2 separate regions of the Ovis aries genome follow, and region 2 is linked to region 1. The links are chromatin contacts, called in public Hi-C maps. All regions are on one chromosome and are shown on one strand. Each heading gives the region's core, a stretch centred on a gene start, on an enhancer-like site or on the middle of the called end of the contact. The rest is flanking DNA. Distances are from core to core; before and after follow the strand shown. Region 1 overlaps NCOR2 (nuclear receptor corepressor 2). Region 2 overlaps NCOR2 (nuclear receptor corepressor 2).

Region 1 (4,567 bases), core at 1,237-3,736:
CCCCCTGAGGTTGGAAAGCCCCGGCCCTGCCCTTCCAGGCCCTAGACGTCAGGTTCCTGAATATGCAGAAGCCGGGCAGGTCTCACAGGTGAAGACAGCAGCCATGCCGAGCAGCCCACGGGGCAAGGGTCCCTCCCCAGTCGGCCATGCCATCTCCCCTCGCTCTGGATCCTGGTCCCCGCCGCCCCCCCTTCCATCTTCGCCAGCGGTTGGAAGTTTAGTGTTTCAGGGTTTGGGGTGGTGGTGAGGGACAGTTCAGAGACATTGGGACACCCATTGGGAATTGACAGCGACATAACAGGGGGCAGAGGGAGGCTTTTCTGCCTCCTTGCCCCTCTTCTTGGAGATCAGAGGAAGGTTCTTGGGGAAGGGGGCAGACCTGAGCCAGGAGCTTCCTGGGTTCACACTGCTGCAGTCTCAGAAAGCCGATGGTTCCCATGAATACCCAGACCCCCGCTCTGTACAGATCGCCTGTAGCTGACCCCTGTGCTCAGCCGCATAGTGAATCATAAATTAAAACTACAGAGAAGGGCGGGGGATTAGGGGAGGTGGGGTCTCAGGCCAAGGCAGCCTGCGCTGGGGATCAGCATGTGTTCCTGGTATGGAGGAAAGATGGGGAGAAAGGGAGCCCCCTGCCCTATGCCCTCACCTTCTCCATCTGCTTGGGTTTCTTTCTCCTTGGTTTAAATGTTGGTGTGACCACACCCCTCAGCACACATTGAAAGGCTTTGCATTTCGTTTTTTTAAATTTCATTGACTCCTGGGGTTGGAAAGATGGTCTGCTTTGGCAGCTGCTCGAAAGGAGCACTTTGGGGGTGGCTAAGAGAATCAGTGTGTGGCTTAAAAGAAATCAGGCAGGACAGAAAGGAAGTCAGGTGGCAGTGTGGGGAGGAGCTCGCCTGCCCTCCCTGTCTTGGTGAGGGCAGGGTCAGCAGGCTGGCTGACTGGGGCAGGTTGGCCAGTGGCAGCTTCACTCACTCGGGAAGGAGATGAAAGGAATAGGCCTGCAGGAAGGGGGCTGGTTTTGTTGTAAGCCCCTTTGATCTCTCCTGTCCAGCAGGCCTGCTGTCTTCCCCTTCAAGGGCTGACTCACTGGAGAGGAAGACCAGGCCCACGGCAGCAAAAGCAGGCCCTCGTCATAGCAGCAGCCATCCTGAATGGGCCTGGGGACAGCCCTTCCGTCTACCCATTTTACAGATGTGGAGACTGAGGCCTGGAGAGCTGGCCTGAGCTTTTGTCTGGGGCAGTCAGGCAAGCAGGCAGGCAGGGAACTCAGGCTGTGACCCAGTTTTCCCTGTGTTCACCCTGCTCTTGCCTGAAGCTGACCAGGGCCCCACCCTCCTGCCTTGGGGCTCCCACCACGCTTAAATCCTGGTGCCAGATGCCAACTCTGTAAGCATTCGCTCGTTTTGGCCTCCCCATGCCTGGCTGAGGGGTAGGCATGCTTTCAAAGGGAAGAATCGGAGCACAGAGAGCTTAAGACTCTCATCCAAGGTCACGCAGTCACCAAGTGCCAGAGGCCAGGGGTCTGACACGAGCACTTTCTATACCTTGCCCTTTGACTCCTGCCTCCCAGTGCCCCAGATTGTGGGGCTTTCTGCCCAGCTCACAGTGTAGGTGTTGGAGAAGGGGGCTCCCGCGGACTCCCCCTCCCCTCCAGCTCTCAGTCCAGGTGCAGAGCCTTGCCTGCCTGACTGTGTCCTTCTCTCCCCCACTGCCCCCTGCCTTCCCCTGGGGCCTGGCAGCAGCAGCAGCAACAGCAACAGCAGCAGCAGCAGATGCCCCGCAGCAGCCAGGAGGAGAAAGATGAGAAGGAGAAGGAGAAGGAGGTGGAGAAGGAGGAGGAGAAGCCTGACGTGGAGAATGACAAGGAGGAGCTGATCAAGTAAGGCCAGCCCGGTGGTCCTGCGGGGGGCCCGGCCACAACCCCCAGGTGGCAGGCGGGCGGGCAGGCTAGCAGGGGGGCCATGGTTGGTACTCAGCCTGCAGGCCACCCGCCCTCCACCCTCCGTAAAGGCGTGTGAGCATTTGCCGTCTATCTACAGCAGATCTCCTGCTGAGAAGGGAAGCGCTTTCTCCTTTGCCGGTCCCCTGGCAGCACGCACCCCCCTCCTCCTCCCTTCCGGAAGCCTGTTCCTCTCTCTTTCCTCCACCTGCCCGCCTTTCTCTTGAAGCCTCTGGAGACCTTAGAGACTGATGGCTCATTTGAGCTCTACTCCTGAGCTAATAAATCCAGGCAATGACTTTGGAACTCTTTGCCTCACCCCCCTGCCCCACCTCCCCGTCTTCTCCCCTTTCCTCCGCTGAGTCTCCTGAGATGCTGAGAGCGGGAGGGGGGCAGATCTGAGAGGACGAGGTACACGCAGGCGGCAGCCCTCACCTTTAGAATTATTGCTGTCAGTGTGAGTTCTTGCAGATCAAGGCACAGCCTCGCCTCGGGGCCCCTGACGGCCTCCCGTGCCTGCCAGGGGTGGAGCACCGCCAGCTGGAGATTCACTCCGAGCAAGGGGTGAAGGGGGGGGCGGGCACAACTTAGCGCCAGGTACCTGGAGCAAGCTCAGGAATGTGGCTTCTGAGAACATCTGGCTTCGTTACCCCCTGTCTGCCAGACGTTCCTGCGAGGGCCTTCAAGAAGATGAATGGAAGGTGGTGGTGATAAATCTGAGCGGCCCTGCAGTAAACTCCCCTGAGTCGGCTTCTAAGAAGAGTCCCAGCCCCAGCTATTGAGGTCACATGCTCCCCACACACCTGACTCGGCCTGCATCAGGCCGGCGGAATACTCTCCTCTTGCGTTTTCTGCAAGCCCCAGTGGCCCGTGATAACACAGAAGGCAGAGTTAGCATTGTTGGTAGGGAGGGGGACATCTCCTCTGTGGGGAGTAAAGTAGCCTGAAGGGTGTACCAGCCTGCACCCCTATGCATTTAATCCAGTAAGCTTGCAAACGGATAGCAGAGAGCATCTCTAGTTGATGTATAAAATGGGCTTGCAGGGCTTCCCTGGTGGCTCAGTGGTAAAGAATCCACCTGCCGATGCAGGAGACACAGGTTCGATCCCTGGTCCGGGAAGATCCCACATGCCTTGGAGTAACCAAGCCCGTGTGCTACAGCTACTGAGCCTACAAGCCTGGAGCCCGGGAGCCACAACTCCTGAAAGCCCATGTGCCCTAGAGCTGGTGCTCTGCAACAATAGAAGCCACTGCAATGAGAAGCCTGATCACAACTAGAGAGTAACCCCCACTCTCCACAACTAGAGAAAAGCCCTTGGAGAAATGAAGACCTACCTACCCCGGCCAAATAAATAACTTAAGAAAAAATGGGTTTGCAGATAGCCACCAGCCCATACCCACACTGGATGAATAAAATAAGGCAATCAGTTACCTACCAGCCCACATCCCTGTTGGAGAATAAAGCAGATGACAGCTACCAGCTCTCACCTCCCTTTTGATAAATAAGATGGCATTGCAGACCTCTAGCAGCCTCATTCCCTCAATCTGGTGAATAAAGGAGCCTTGCAGATTGCTACCGCATTACCCCGAGCTTTCCCCCTTTTTTCCGCTCCCTTGGGCTAGTAGAAAATCGCTGGCAGCCAGCGCTCATCTTGCTAAAGAAAAGCGGCTGTCTTGAAACTGCCGTTTAGGTTCCTGGCCCAGGTGAAACCATCCTTGCCTCCCCTCTCTGGCCTTAGGGAGAAGACGGACGACACCTCTGGGGAAGACAACGATGAGAAGGAGGCAGTGACCTCCAAAGGCCGGAAAACCGCCAACAGTCAGGGGAGACGCAAAGGCCGCATCACCCGCTCGATGGCCAACGAGGCCAACAGCGAGGAGGCCGTCACCCCGCAGCAGAGCGCTGAGCTGGGTGAGTCTTGGGCTGGGGATTCAGAATCCCAGCATTCGTTGCAAACTTGCTATTTGACCTCTCTGTGTCCTGATGGCTTCATCAGCACCAGGGTTGTGAGTAATGCTTATAACTTGTAGGGTTGAGCATTTCAGTGACTTTGCGTGTAGGAAGAGCCTAGAACAGTGCCTGGGGCAGGTTCTCTGCCCTTCAGCTGTGATCCTTCCAGAATTGGAGAATTCACCTACAAATCCAGAGCACCAGTTTGGTTTTGTTTTTCAATCAGAAGATCTGCCCTCGGGTCTTCCCAAGGCTTTCACTGCCGGCAGCCTGGGTTCAATTCCTGGTCGGGGATCTAGAATCCTGTAAGCCACACAGCATGGCCAAAAACCCACCCCTTTTCAAGAGGGCCTGAGAGCTGCTGTCCCTTCCAGCCCTGGGAGGCATCTGGGTTTGTACGGTCACCTCTGTGGGTCTCAGTTTCTCCTGCTCAACAGATGCCCACCCCTAGGTGCTCTGAACCTAAGGTCAGGGAAAAAAGAATTACATAGCAATTCCCAAGTTTGGCCACAGGGGGGCAGCCGGTGTGTGCTTGTCTATACCATTTTGGCTGTTTGTAGCCTGCCCTCTTGTGTCTGCGGGAACTCCCACCGGAGGCCTGAGTGCTCAGGCTGAGGCCCCAACCACCTGGATGTCTTCCTAGGGTGGGAGCTGATGGAAGGGATGGTTTC
Region 2 (3,980 bases), core at 974-3,473, 51 kb after region 1:
GCTAAGCATCCTACAGTGTCCAGGGTGGCCCCCACCACAGAGAAGCATCTGGCCCCGCAGGTCACAGTGCCAAGATTGAGAAACCCTGTGTCAGAGCTCAGATTTCTGGTGTCCCGCCCTGATGTGAGTCCCCATTCTCGTTTGGGGAGCGACACGCGGTCACAGGCACGTGGACTGACATCCCAGCATCCAGGCTCTGAGAAAGTATAAGTCACGTAGTACAAGTAGAAGCACAGGCCCGGGACCAGACTGCCTTGCTTCCCAGCCTGGCTCTGCCCTCGTTTAGCCAGGTGACCCTGGGCGAAGCTACCTGGTGTCTTGGTGCCTCGGTTTCCTCATCTGAAATAGGCTCAGTAGTACCTGACTGAGGGCTGTTTCCAGGATTAATTAATAATATCGCTGATGTTTGTTCCGTGTGGTTGTGTTCTGGAGGGCTCTGCCTCCCCCATTTTTTCTTTTTTCTCTTGGCCACACGGCAGCTTGCGGTATCTTAGTTCCTCAGCCAGGAATTGAACCTCAGTGCCAGCAGTGCAAGCATGGAGTCCTAACCGCTGGACCGCCAGGGAATTCCCTCTGCCTTCCCTTTTGAAGCCGCATGTGTATGAACACGTATGCAGTGATATACACATGTGTGCCTGTGTGGATTCGGAAGGCACACGTGCACACATGCTGGTCATGTCTGGCGAGTTGGGGGTGGGTGCGGTCCCTGGCCAGAGCCTGCAGGTGATCACCCGCCTCCACACCCCCAGGGCACGCCGGCCGATGTCCTGTACAAGGGAACCATCACCAGGATCATCGGTGAGGACAGCCCGAGCCGCCTGGACCGCAGCCGGGAGGATGGGCTGCCCAAGGGCCACGTCATCTACGAGGGCAAGAAGGGCCATGTGCTATCCTACGAGGGTGAGTGATGCCACCATGGCTATGAGAAGCTGGTGGGCGGGCAGGGGCTGGGCAGGCCGTCCCGTTCAGGGCTCTTTGATGTCCGGCAAGGACTCCTGAGGAAGAGGACCAATGGGGACCTACAGGTGGTTGTTCATCTGGTCACTTGATGTTTACTGGGGGCCACCCATATGCCAGGGGCTGGGGGTCCAGCAGATGAAGCCCCCTCAGAAGGCTCTCAGGACAACCCCCCCTCCCGAGGTACAAATGGAAAGTCACCTTGTTAATCTTGTCATTAAACCTGTCTGTATCCACTGTGGCTTATTCACCAAACCCCAGACTTTGGTGTTTCTGGAGCTGGTCAAGAGAGAATTTTCCAGAAAATATGGTTGGGGTTAAAGGGCAGCCAGATGTCTTCAGAAAACAAGTCTGGGGGAGTGTGTTGCCCTCCTGTCAGCTGTGTGTGGTTGAGAGCCGAGGAGGAGTGTGTTCCCATTTTCCAGGTGTGGGAGCTGAGGTACAACGATGTCCAGTGGCCCCTCAAAGAACAGGATCCCTGGGACGGGGGTAGGGGAAGTCTTTGGTCCATTGAGGGGGGTTCCTCACGAGGCAGGGCTGGGGTGACACCAGGAAGCACAATCAGAGAGGTGGTGACCTCCCCGTCCCTGTAGGTATGTAAGTCACGTAGGTATGTAAGTCAGAGCAGGTAAAGATCAGCCTTAGCTGCCTCCCACCTCTCCTTCGTTCTTTACAGTTTAGGAAGCAGACTTACGGCCAGCCTTGCGAGTGAGGGAACAGGCCCAGGGAGCAGAAGCCCCAAGCTCACACCCCTAGGCCTCTGGCCCTGGCAAAGGCTGCGCTCTCTGATTGACGGCACGAGGGTGGCAGGCAGGGGCGGTAACTAGTGACACGCTGCCCCCTTACGCCCTAGGCCCCCCACTTCAGCGCTCCTCACTCCACTCACCCTCCCTGGGTTCCGCTTCCCCACCCGGGAGCCCTGCCTGGAAGGAATTAAGGGAATCAAGGGCTGAGATGTCAATTTCCTGGCAGCCTTGGGCACCCAGGGGTGCAGAGATAAAAGCCGCTAATGGGCGCCCCTCTCAGCCGCTGGCAGCCGTAGAGCCGCAAATTGCTTCTCCTCCAATGGGCGGGTGCTTTTTCTTCACTATCCGCCTCCACCGGCCCAGCACCCAGCCCCCATGGCCCCCCAGGTCCTGGGAAGCGGAGGTGGTACCATGGGGCTTAGGTACTTGCCTTTCTCTGCTACCGAGTGGTGGAGACAGCCTTGGGGACTGGCTGTCAGTCGCGTTCTGACAGTACCTGGCTGAGTGCCCTGGGGGATGGCCAGGGGCCCTGAGAAGGGCAGACAGAGAGGCAGTTCAGGGTGTTGTGAGTGGGGAGCCCTGGGTGGCATCCCGGCTCAGGCCTCCAGATCAGTTCTTGAGCCCCTGCAGGCCTTAGGCTTAGCATCCGCAGAATGGGTGTCTGTCAAGGCCTTTCATTTCTCATGTGCTTCCTGGGGCCTGGGGACTAGTGATGCCAGTGGCAGGCAGTAGATGGCAGGGAGACTATGGCAACCCTGGGAGTGACGGCCATCTCTACAGGGGCCCCTGCCTCTGTTCTCCGGCAGCTGATTGTCACCCTGTAACAAGTGCAAGCTCGCCAGCCAGACTTCTGATCTCTCCATTTTTATCTGACGTCTCCTGGTGTTTAAACATCAGCAATCAATTTTGAGAAAAATTAGGAGCGGTGATACCATCTATCCGCCAGCCACTAGTTTGTAACCCCGTGGAGGAGCTCCTGCTCTGAGGATCCCTCGGGGTCGTGATGGAAATCCGTGAGAGCCAGGGTACCCGTTATTCTAAGGGGCCGGCCTGGGGCATGCAGGACTTGCTTCTGATACCCACAGACTCCGCCACCCCTGGAAGGAGAGGCCAACTCAGGATCCCCCAGCCCAATGGGCAAAACGGAACCGTGGCCTCCTCGGGGGCCCCCTCCTGGCTGCTCAGACCCATGGCCATGGCACATGGCCAGCACCCATGTGCCCAGCCTGATGTGCCCGCCCTCTGGGCTCAGCCTGGCTGGATGAGGCCACCCGTGCTGTGGACCCTCCTTGTCCCTCCCACGTCTAACCAGACACACACTCTCCCCACGTGGACACAGATGCACGTGGTGTTTTGCATGTGGCCTCATGTTCACAGTGGACACACACACACAGTGTCACACGTTGCACACACACAGACCCACATTGACACACAGGGATGGTTGTGCCAACCCTGCATGTTCACACTCAGCTGGTGCATCTTTGCTCACATGCACGTGGTTCTGCACGTTCACGTCACACGTCCGCTCCCACGAGTGTTTGTCTGTGCACACTCACATGCCTGTGGACAGTCAAAGGTGCAGACCCACCAACCAGCAGAGCAGGCCCTGGGCTGGACTGCCGGCTGGGGGTTCCTGCGGGAAGGCCCAGCTGGGCCCGGCTTCAGCCGCGTGGCTGACGGGCTCTCGTGACGGGGGTCCGTTTGAGCCGCTGTCGCCCTCCGGCCCTCCAGGTTGCTGGCCCTGGGCTCGGTGCACACAGCCTCCCGGGGCTGCCCTGCATCGTGACCGTGGTCTGGTTTCCAGGTGGCATGTCCGTATCCCAGTGCTCCAAGGAGGATGGCAGGAGCAGCTCAGGCCCTCCCCACGAGACGGCCGCCCCCAAGCGCACCTACGACATGATGGAGGGCCGCGTCAGCCGGGCCATCTCCTCAGCCAGCATCGAAGGTGTGTACCCTGCCCGGCTCCCGATTCTGGGGGTGGAGCAGGGGCCGTAGGACCTGCCCTGGGGGCTTCCCCACTTGCTGGGTTACATCAGCTCCCCCTGGGCGGAGTGCGGGAATAGTTATCCCGACTTTACAGATAGGAAAGCTGGGTGTTTCTGAGGCTCCGTCCAGAGGTGGCACAGGGCCCAGAAAGCGGGCCACTTGCCAGCTGGGCCCTCTATCGCCACCACCATTAACATCAGCTCGGGGACTGGGTGGCTGGAGGGACCTGCTGGAGGGAGGCAGGGGCTGTAGACCCTGGCCAGTCACTGCCCAAGGCCGGGTCAGGGAGCC

Evidence for each region. A called contact is a pair of places that touch in the nucleus more often than the background predicts.
Region 2: a contact with region 1 is called in a Hi-C map of muscle, with 4 times the contacts expected there. The contact joins two enhancer-like sites. A contact is called at or near these places in 7 of 16 Hi-C or Micro-C datasets (hypothalamus, liver, mesenteric adipose tissue and 4 more).

What each region holds. Positions count from the first base shown.
Region 1 is chr17:51,417,390-51,421,956 of ARS-UI_Ramb_v3.0, forward strand. It overlaps NCOR2 (nuclear receptor corepressor 2), which reads left to right. Exons shown (of 50, transcript XM_060401093.1): 17 at 1,746-1,885; 18 at 3,685-3,857. Among named protein-coding and RNA genes, the nearest start is that of RFLNA, 96 kb to the right of the region's middle. Within about 2 kb of position 2,487, at least 3 of the 54 cell types and tissues checked have an H3K27ac peak or open chromatin away from gene starts, as enhancers often do.
Region 2 is chr17:51,468,963-51,472,942 of ARS-UI_Ramb_v3.0, forward strand. NCOR2 (nuclear receptor corepressor 2) reads left to right here. Exons shown (of 50, transcript XM_060401093.1): 31 at 750-900; 32 at 3,508-3,648. Among named protein-coding and RNA genes, the nearest start is that of RFLNA, 44 kb to the right of the region's middle. Within about 2 kb of position 2,224, at least 7 of the 54 cell types and tissues checked have an H3K27ac peak or open chromatin away from gene starts, as enhancers often do.